2 separate regions of the Gasterosteus aculeatus genome follow, and region 1 is linked to region 2. The links are chromatin contacts, called in public Hi-C maps. All regions are on one chromosome and are shown on one strand. The core of a region is the stretch at or near the end of the contact, and the rest is flanking DNA. Distances in the headings are between cores, read along the strand shown. Region 1 has its middle 11 kb from the start of nkx1.2la. Region 2 holds the start of eef1akmt2 (EEF1A lysine methyltransferase 2).

Region 1 (5,520 bases), core at 2,698-5,197, 38 kb after region 2:
CATACTCAGTTTGTGTATTTACTTTCACTTACAGCGATTGAGTGTGATCCCTGTTTTTTTCCTGTACGTCTTGTGACCTCTTTAAGGCCTTTAGTTACAAAAATGAAATTTTTTTTTTTGAATTCCATTCAATTGTTGAGAAAATTTGAACTTTTGAAAGGTAGTGTAACCGCACAACACGTGTAGCTCTACTCCGAGACGCAGTAGAAGAAGAAGTACAGGTTATGAGCCAGAAACACATTAAGTCGTCCTGGCTGTCCTACCCAGGGAATAATAGGGAGTATTCAGCCATGTCTTTTGGAGACAAAGACTAACTGATGCAACAGTTCTCATGCTTCTGTAATCTAGAGGCTTGTACACGGGAGAATTTTCATTTTCTTCGTTTTTTGGTTGATTTAGTAGTCTTTTTTTTGTCAGAGCCCGTCTGGTTGCCTCCCCTTGTTTCCAGTTGTTTGTGCTAAGCTAAGCTAAACAGCTGCTGGCTGCAGCTAAACATTTCACAGTGAGTTCAGAAAGCATTATTTCCCATGTCAGACTTCAAACGTAGGCAGCATATCGGCACTAAAGAGCACACCCTTACACATGCTTAGGAATATCTGCAAAGAGCAATAAAGAGGGCGATGTTAACCACAATTCCAAGGGCTTACCTGTAAAGCAGGAAGTGTGCGTATTATAAAGAAAGCGTAATTAAAAGATAAACACACCACACCCTTGCACTCTCCTGTCCTGTCAGATCACGTCTCGATGCCAGACTCCTCTAGCGTCTCGGTTAACAGGAGTGGCAGCATCGTGTACCTGCCTTTTTCAATTGCCACCAGGCTTGTTGCAGCCCCCCCCCCTCCCCCCCCACCTCTGAAGGGAATGTTATATCTATATGCGAACTGAAACCCGCAGTTTCAGCTGCAGTTCATTCCTGAAGAATACTCCAAAGTAAGAGCACATTACGGCACGACTTCTCGAAGGGCCTTGCCTTGATGAAACTATGCTGTCTTTACAATCCACAACCCACATAAGGCCATCAACACAAACAAGCCACAGCATGTGGAGACGCATGTAAAAGAAAGTGAGAAAGACGGCGTATGATCTGTTTACTTTATCATCTCGTGGCGGCAAGGCCCTTTTTTGCGGCACAATGCTCCTTGCAGGTTATTTCTGCTGCCCCGGCCGGGCAGAAGGATGAAAGAACAGCCACAAAGGAAAGAATGTGGTTCCTGTTGTGTTCTCAGGGGGTCATGGGCGAGTAGATGTGGGGGTGGGTTGTCTGCCTTTTCACATTGGGTGGCCCCTGGGGTGCATGAGTCAAGGTTCTGCTGTGGGAGGAGGGGGGGGTGAAGGCAGGGCCAAATGGGTGTTGAGCTGCAGGGGTCACGGGGATGAGTTACGCTGCGAGAACAGGACGATTCGCACGGCGGTGGAACTCGGTCGAGGAATGAAGACAGTCGGGCGGTTTGAAACACCCCCCAAAGTGGGATCGAGGTTGTCGTTCTGATTCTTCACAGTTCACTTTGTGCGCACGGCCCTTGTCATAATGCGCTAGGAGAGCATGAGAGCCCGTCAGGTAGGCTGAAAGAGTTTGCGTGCAGCGACGTCATGTCTCTGCCACTGGGACTGTTAACTGTGTTAATATCATGTGCTGTGACAGTGTGCCGTTGCACACATAGAACATCCAGTTACCGTTTCAGTTACCCCTTACAGCCCGACACTGTGTGAGCGTTGTTCTAGTGGTTTGTGTGCACACAATCATCTTTGAAAATAACTGCCGTGGAGAGACAGAATGTGGTTCTACCACTGCGTCTGTCTCACGTTGACACAATTTGTGTATTGATTCTGATCTTCTTCCTGCACAGGCAGTTGGATTTAATGCCAACAAATACTCAAAACAAGTTTGACACAATAGAGACATCAAAGCATCTATCTGAAAGGGACAACAGAAGAACTCCAACTAACCGTTTTAGTCTTTCTGTGGAAGTTGTTGATGAAGGGATTGATTACAACAAACCTACGCACGAATGGAGAAAAAGTATTTTGTGACGATGATGGGCGTAGAGACGTCATCCGGTGTTCACTTTTGGCTGCTCCGTGTGTGCGCTCACTCCCATTGGCAGATTGAGGCCCTGCGGCTGCTTCCCTGGAAGAGCGGCCCAACAATACAGGAAGCCGGCGCTTATCTGAAGGGCATTGGGAGGAGGACACAGCGGACAAGTCAAGAACTGTGCAGGACGTATCAAAATATGTATTCACATGTCAGTCTTTGTTCAATTATAAATCTAAAGCGGGGAAAACTCTCTTTGTGCAGTAAAGGACGGAATGTGGGAAACTGAAAGCGAGGCAGCAGTGTTGGCTCCTGAGGATGTTTGGAGTTCACACGGACTGACATTTACTGATATGTGTGTTTGGTTTTCCTGGTGATGACATGTAAACCAGAGTGCAGCTGAATGAAATGTCAAAAGTTCAGTGTATTGTCAATGGCAGTTTTCTATTCATTTGGTGTTGAGATTTATTATTATTATTATTACAGTATACGTCTTTGGGGCAAGTATGACATCACGTTGATATAATATTCATGTATTTATATATAATATTCTTTTTCTCCTAATTTATTTTGTAGATGAGTCTTGTAAACATCAGCCAAAATATTCTGTGGATGTTAGTTTCACCAAAGAAATCAATGTACAAGTACAAATGTTAAAGGGGAAAACAGTTTTCCCACTAGGGAAATCACAGACAAAATTGTAAGTGGGAAAGTCTGCTTGGCTTTGTTTATGACTATCTGTTGTCCAACTCATGCATTTCGTACACAGGTCAATTTTAAACTCAACAAATATGTCTCAAGAGGCTTCACTCCCCCACAAAATAACCTTTGCGATGGCGAAGAGAATGAAGAAACTGAAATACACAAAGTGCGTACAGACTAGACCAAACAAAAAACACCACGGCAATATGATAGAGATGACGTAAATCTAACCAATGCACCCTGAGCTCCATGACCTTCTCTCCACCACGGAGACCTGGAACAAGGAATAAACCACACAAACACACAAGAGGCAAGTGCATCATTTACGCAGGAGGGAGAGAGTTAGCGGGGCCACGTCCTCCCTCGGCCTGTTTACAGCATGCACACAAACGGTACTGGAACAGCAGGTAATCTGCCAAGATTAGCTTTCACTGAGTAAGGCGGTTACAACATTGAGTTGGAAAGACTGTACAATGGTTTAGGTTTTATGTTCCCGAGTTAGTAAAATTGTCTCAGCTAATCAGTCGGTGTGCTTCTGCAGGATTTGTGTGCTCATTGCAGGTGGAGAACAAAACGGCAAGCAATAGCAAAAACAGCAACTCATGGTTTTAGGTTAGCAAATAACTACTTTTTCAAGCCAAAGAAACACAATGTACAAGAAACACAATGTACGTATCGCTGTGCGTATAACATCCCCTTCCTGCAACGACATTCTATTGCACTGTTCCAGCAAAAAGCCAGAGATGCCTGTCGGGCAGAAGGACTGGGAATTTGAGAAACCATAACGAAACCAATAAGCCCAGTGATGATTACGCAACGGCTGGGCAGAGAGGCAGCTGTCAGTGATACGTAGTCAACACTCCCCCCGCTGCTTTGAACCCGAGCAGGTTCTTCGAAGGGAGAAGATAGATGGAGCTGGGTGTGGAGCTGCATGGCTTTGACTTTGGAACAGCAGCTGTGTGTGCAACGTGTGTGTGCGCACGGATCTTGGACAACAATCCGGCAGTTAAACTTCATCTACCTGCTGAAATGACCCAGAATAACACCGCTAATGTTTAGGTGACAGGTGACAGGCAGTATATATGTGTTTAAACCCTTTAATGACCCCTTCCTGACCTTTCTATCAGGGGCTCATCCTCACACAGTCCTTGTCGGGGTGGCTGATCATTTCACAGACTCTTGCACAACACCTATCACAGGCTCCAAGGAACACACTGTGCTGCCAGGAGCACTCATGCTTATTAATGAAAGCAGCAGCCTCCCATGTGCCACATACACAAACGCACACAACGAGCCCAAACGTGTGGTATTATGGAATAATAGTGTAAAGAAATTTGAATTATATGACTGTGAGTAACATTGATCATGTAAAGGCTCAATCAAGTGGACAAAACAATGGAAAACGTCATGTAATATGTGGAAATAACTCTGGAGGGCATCATTTCAATACCAAACCAGCAGGTGGCAGCATTCTTCTGTTATTTCTGAGGTGAGGAGTTCAATTTTCTGTCCAGAAATTATCATGTAGCCCATAAACTGCTCAGCCAGACTTTGGTTACGTTACACAGTAATCCGCCCCCATTTAAACCTTTTTAATATTATCAATGTAAAATAAAAGTGTTTTGTGTGTAGCTTTGCTCCACTTTGTGTCACAAGCATGAAAACTTAATGAAAAATTTAATTAATTTTTTACTGTTAATTAGTTAACAGTTAATACTGTTTTATCACATATGTAGCATATTATTCATCAGAAAAAACAGAGACCTCCAGAAAAAACTCCTTAGATCAGTGTTCAGGGAGAGATTTCTGAGGTAACTGCTCCCTCTTCTGACACAGAAAAAACAACAACTAACAGCAGCACAGGGAAGTAAATCTTCAGTTTTTACTGATACTGAAGTTAGTTTTATTTTTGCTCTAGGATTTATCAACATGTTAATGCAATGTATTTAGTTTTGCTTTAAAATGTTCAGTACTTTAATTGGTCTATAGTAAACTCCGGCTGCACCTTATTATTTGAACGGATACCAATTTGTTCAAATAGAACAACGTTTACATAGGTTTGAATTTCTGCGTGCTCTTTCCAACCCCTGCTTGAAACAGGAGTGCATTTCTTTTAACACAACGTGAAACTATTCAGTCTGCATTGATCACCTCCCTTAACACATCTGGTATCTAACCACACAGATGGCTTTTGTTTGTGCAGGTTTTAAGATATTTATCTTGGAAATGGCCTCTGGGCCAATTTGAAAATAACAAAAAATGTCAATGTTGTGGGCACGACTGCTTGGATTCAAAATTCACCTCCTTTATATGTTGTATACTTCAAAGTGTCAGGACTGAATTGTCCTTTGTGGCCCTCGCACGTATTTATAGATGTTTAAAATGTATGCTGCAGTCATTTTAATGGGGTTTGTAAAAAGCATCAAAACCTCTCACCATATGTGCAGAAAAGTATGATTCAACATTCTGTAATGCAGCTTTAACTGAGAAAAACTGGACCGAGCAGGGTCCCATTCACATTCGGCAGATATTTTCTATACACAAACCAAATCACAACTCCCCCCCTGAAACTGGTTAAAACCGTTTAAGGATAATTTTGCCATAAAAACCTAGGGGCGTTGCCTTTAATTGATGGATAACTTGATGTTGCCATAAATGCATTAATATTTAAGTAGGGATGGGATGAAAATAAAGTGAACCCCCCGAGAGTGCTTTCTGCCTCCCAGAGGTCTAATCAGTTGCCCTCCGTGTCCCTGACGCGGCCCTGTTTGCTGCAGACTGTCACC
Region 2 (5,480 bases), core at 972-3,471:
ATTACGGAACGTTGTCATAATGTACCTATTTAAAGAATGGTGTACGTTGCCCCTAACATATGCTACAGACAAATGAATGGGGGAGATGCCCACTACATCAGTTTGCAACACCGCTACACAGTCGTGTTGCCGCTTCTTATGAAACAAAGTAAGTGGGAACACCGGAGTGTAAAATGGTGCAATAAGACAAGATAAGCTATGCTAAGGGTCACGCATTCATAGCAAAAGAATGCATAGGTGTTAAGTGTGTTAGCGATGCTTTGGCCCTATTTGAGTTTCCCCAAATACCAGGACACCAAGACAAGAAAGCAGCTTTATAAATTGTATTAAGCAATCTTTAATATGCAGTGTTTCTAAAAAAAAATAAAAAAAGGCACATAAAATGAGATCCAGTAAACTTCTTAACGGTCTCTTCAGGCTTCTATCATTCTGCCATTTGGTACCGGGCCGCACCACAAGCTTATATCTTTTTTTTCTTCTGAAAAGTGTTTTATTTTGACCGGATTTTCTCATAATTATGTGTGCTCGTCCCTCTGACATATTCCCCACGCGTCACCAGGAGTTTTTCTTGTCCTTTTACCGTGCACGGCAGTTTCGCCGACCAGCGAACACAGAGCGCACGACTACTACCCCCCCCCCCACCCCCCCCCGTTGGTCGTTCCGCCCGCAACGACTACTACACCCCCCGTCGGACCTTCTCGACTGGTCCGCGAAATATTGTCTGACATGAAAACGGTCCGTGTGTGTTAGAGGGCTTACCTACTACCTGGAGCAACTCTGCAGTGCTGAGCTGTGTGTCACTGATGCTGACAGTCTCTTCTTGCCTTACATCTCCTAGTAGGAATCCCTCCTGTGCAAATACATTTAGACAAAACTGTGGTTAGGGCACTAATGTATGTTAGGCCTGAAACAATGAGTCAGAATGTCAGTTAGTTGATCAACAAATTAATCCAATTCAATGTGGTATTTCTTAATAATAACAATGTTAACATTTGCTTTTCCCAGTTTTATACATGGGCTAGAAGATGGATAATCACTTTACGTTGAGTAAGTGCATGCACAACAACATCATTCGTGTCACAATCACCGACTAAGGAATCCTAATCAAGACGTTTCTTTATGAAATATAAATCTAGTAAAATAGAAATCTCAATGTTTGTTTTGGTAGCAAATAAATGTGTTAACCTTTCACTAAAAGTGACGGCTGGTAAGTAAACAACCAGTGGATTCGTTTATGTCAGGAATGCAGACAAACCTGTTTACGGCAACTATCCAGCTTACCAGGGTCGACTTTTCAAAGTCTGCCATATAAACAGCGTTAGCTTCGTTTGCTCTTATTTCAAAATGTTTACTTTCCAAGCGAGGAGCACTGCGGACAATTTATCGAATGCGTTTCCACGACAAGCCCGCCAATAGACAAAAAAAGGAAAAACAATATTATATTTTGACGCATGTCAATCACTTGAGAATACAACTGACATCAGCGACGTGGCTAAGAAGCTAATTTAACTTAGCAACGTGATACAAAACAACAACAAAAAGGTTTTCTGTAACCTACGTTCGTTTATAAAATGAAACGCGTTAACTTCACTTCGTATCCTTCATGACACATTGAAATCCTATCAGATGACAGTTCGAAGTCTGGACGTTATCGCACAGGCACACGGAAGTCACTTGACTTGCCTCCTAGCTAACGTGCTAAGTAGCTAACTGCTATGTATTTCCTGGAGCTCAAACTTCCCTAACAGCATTTGCCATGTTGAGTCAGCACGTATGCGTACAATCGTTTTTAAAGGTAATGGCAATACTAGATATTTAACACACTTGCAGCTGTAACACATGGGATTGGTTTTAAAATTGCTAGATTACCTCCTCGTTTCTGTAGCTAACTGTACGACCAAACCCCTACCTGCCGGTAAATAGACGGAACCGACACAAGCTAGCCAGCAACAGGATGATGACACTGGAAAACAACACTAACTAATGGTGTTGCTGGGCGATCAAGCACAATTGAGCAATAGTTCTCCATTAGTTTGTCAGCATAATTTGTAATACTTACATGATCTGAATTGCTGTTGCCGCTGTGATAACACACAGAACTAAAAGTGTAACCTGAAATGGATGCCGCCATGATGGAAACATCCCGATCCATCCCGATGCCCCCTGCGTTTCCAGGCACGCTCCTCGGACGCAAAGCCTACTGGGAACTGTAGGCGGTGACGACTTGCCGGGCCAGCACGGAAGACGCTACGGGAGGCGTGGAAGTGAAACGTGGGAACATGTCGGACCCGGAGGACGACGACGACAGCTCCTCGGATACCGATTTTGAACCTTCACAACTCGGAACGAAAGAATAGTAAGCTTGGGCGCGTTAACGGTCGCCTTGTGATCCGCTTCTAACGTAAACTTACGATCGCGACGGCTGTTCATGCTAGCCACCAAAGCTAGCAACAAAGCTAGTGGTGAAAGTTTAACAGACGCCGTTTCACAACATGTTTTAAGGACTTATTTCTAAATCGCTTGAAGCCCCCACTTATTTAACGATGAGGTTTCAACCTCTCGATGAAATCACCAGCATATAGTGTGGATTGCAAAATGAAGTTAGTGAGCTAACGCTAGATTGAAGAACATAATACGATAATATATATTCACCCTCAAGCCAATTGGATTTTTTTGTCCCACACCTTTTCAGGTTTCAGTGCTCACGGTATTTATTAACTAACGTTGATTGTCGGTGTCTCCTTTTCTGCAGTTGGGAAGATGTCTATCAAAAAGAACTGGAGACATTTACAGACATCGGAGATGTTGGTGAGATATGGTAATCCTATTCAGTGCATTGCCGTGCTGTCATGTGCATCGTCAAAATGAACCCTGGTTATTACAATATGAGTGTATGTCACGTCAAACTGTGAGGATTTCATGATGAGAGATCCATTGTTAATGGAATATTATTGCTTCGTGACTAAAGTCTGTCTGTTTCCATCGCCTCGAAAGGTTTGGTGAGGAAAGCATGAGCCGTGTGCTGCGATGGATGGACAGAGCTAAGATCCCAGCAGAGGCTGCCATTCTGGACATTGGCACTGGAAATGGAGCCTTTCTAGTTGAACTGGTGTGAACACAGTACATTTTTTTTATTATCAATCAAATTTTTAACAAATCATTCAAATATAGCAACATTTGTGGATTGTCCAGGCTGACCGGGTTATCGTAAACTGAATTGATAAGCTTAACTCTTAATATGCTATTGTTTTTCTCTATTTGCATCAAGGCTAAACACGGACGCAGGAATCTGACTGGCATAGATTATTCTCTAGCGTCTGTAGAATTGGCCAGAAACGTTCTGTCGGGCGAGGACTTGTCGGATGTCACTGTAAAGGTTGGTTTGGTTTTTATTAGTCGCTAAAACTATAACAACATCCAAACTTTTATGCCACGCACAGATCAGCCATTGATACAAAATGAATCTCCTCTTTTCCTAAACGGCAATAATACAACGCAGCTTTCAGCACACTGGCAGCGACCCGGGAAGGTCAGAGGAAACTCTCCTGTGTTTACTATGTGGGAGAGTTGGCTAGGAGGAAGGCCCTGGAAGTGATGGAAGTCTGCCCACCATTCAGATTGAACCACCTGAAATGAATTGGCAGGGTTTGAAATATCCTGTGACATATAGCTGCAAGAAAAACTAGTTATAAATGCATGATTGGTCTGTAGGGGCTGTGATGAGTGAGTTTTCCTCTCCTGCGTGTGAATTACAGTGTCATATATGTTAAATGCATCACACGCCGGTGTGTCCTTGGACAGAAAGCCTTCTCCTGAAGTCAATATTTACTGTAGCTGGCAAGACATAGTGGGGGAGAGAGAGAGAGAAGTTGTTTAATACTACAGAATGCCCAAATGAGTGTGTATGTGCTTGTGTGAATGGAGTCTGCAGGTTTGTGAGGGTTAGACAAAAAGCCTGTTCAACCGGTGTTACCTTTTTTTAATCACTTCAAGCCCTTTCTGCGTTCCCATTAGTCATGTCACCCTTTGCCCATTTAACGGCCTCTCGTTTTTTTTTCCCTAGTTCTGCAGGCTAAAATTTAACTGATCAGTTGCAACATTTCTCTCTTTATCTTCAGTGAATCACTTGATCATCACAGGTCACACATTTTGTGGTTTCTGAGTATGTGGGTCTTGAGCTCTCCCCAGAGGTCTGGTGTTCTGCACTCTGTCCTAATAAAGGGTTCCTTTCACTCCCGGTCTGGTAGGTCAGCCACCTCTGCAGAATGAAATGCTGTCATGTCGGCATTTGGACTTGTATAGTTAAACATTGAGGTGTAACACATTTAGTCTTGGTTAACGCTGAAAGATGTCTTCTGCAGGGAACTATTATCATTCAACCCACATCTAAAGAGTGTGACTAATAACCTCTGTAGGCTTATCACAGACAAACTTTTACTTAAGTGCTGACTTTTTGTGTATTTTAGGAGGTGGATTTCTTAAACTGCCACGGCGAGCTAAAGGGTTTCGACGTCTGCATCGACAAAGGCACGTTCGATGCAATAAGCTTGAACCCGGACAGCTCGAAGGAGGACAAAAAACTCTATGTCCAAGCGCTAAAAGATGCTCTCAAGGACAAGGGATTCTTCGCAATAACTTCTTGTAACTGGACAAAAGAGCAGCTGCTGGACCGATTTTGTGATGGTGAGTGAAACACGTATTTATTGGTTGTCCGATCATTTATTTTTGTTAGATTTTGTGTCGGTTCTTGTTCGTTTCTTAGTGAAACTGCTGCATCGGACTTTATTATGAGGGTATGCAGCAATCCCACCGTGTACAAAAAAGATTGACTCTCTAATAACCAAATCAACTAGTCAGATACTTCTAGTGTAAAGCCAACCTTTGATCAGCTACATTCCTTTTGAGTCTACCTTTTTTATGATTCTCATCCGTTTCTGGGTTTATTATTTGCCGGCTTCCTGCGGCAGTTTATTCATCCAAACATTTTGGTAAGCAATTGCTGCACTGCACAAGGTTTTTCCCAGAATTGGTCCACGAAGCAAATTCTTAGGTCATTGATTTACAATCTGGTTAGCTACTTGGTAGTTTTGGCAAATAAATAGCTGCCTGGAAGGGAAAGCCAAATATTATACAACAGGTTAGTTTGCGATGTAAAATGGTCACCAAGCTTTTTTTGACCTCTGGTAGCATTCGTCAGCTGTCGGGCATCGGCACGCACATGTCACCTGTGTCCGGGTGCAGCACAGTCCGGCCAATGGTTTCACGCTACTTCCCCGATGTTCATGTAGTGGTAAGCAAGATATTCGACAATGCTCCGATAAGGGAAAATGACAAACCTGGCAGTAATTTACAACCAATTACAGTCATTTTACGGCTTTGCTTATTTGCTTTAAAAATAAATATATACATTTGATGCGTTTGTTAGAGCTCAAGGGTAGACAATCTGTTTTGGTGATGCTGAATGTGAACATGACTCGTAC

Evidence for each region. A called contact is a pair of places that touch in the nucleus more often than the background predicts.
Region 1: a Hi-C map of tail fin shows a contact between it and region 2, with 3 times the contacts expected there. The contact joins the enhancer-like site here to the promoter of eef1akmt2 in region 2. A contact is called at or near these places in 3 of 6 Hi-C or Micro-C datasets (skeletal muscle and tail fin).

The regions. Positions count from the first base shown.
Region 1 is chr6:14,506,079-14,511,598 of fGasAcu3.hap1.1, forward strand. No RefSeq gene overlaps it. Among protein-coding and RNA genes, the nearest start is that of nkx1.2la, 11 kb to the right of the region's middle. Within about 2 kb of position 3,948, at least 6 of the 9 cell types and tissues checked have open chromatin away from gene starts, as enhancers often do.
Region 2 is chr6:14,469,566-14,475,045 of fGasAcu3.hap1.1, forward strand. It overlaps eef1akmt2 (EEF1A lysine methyltransferase 2), which reads left to right and starts at 2,222. Exons shown (of 6, transcript XM_040177874.2): 1 at 2,222-2,356; 2 at 2,753-2,818; 3 at 2,995-3,109; 4 at 3,269-3,376; 5 at 4,467-4,683. The coding sequence starts at 2,280. abraxas2 (abraxas 2, BRISC complex subunit) reads right to left here and starts at 2,190. Exons shown (of 9, transcript XM_040177870.2): 1 at 2,060-2,190; 2 at 760-850. The coding sequence starts at 2,152.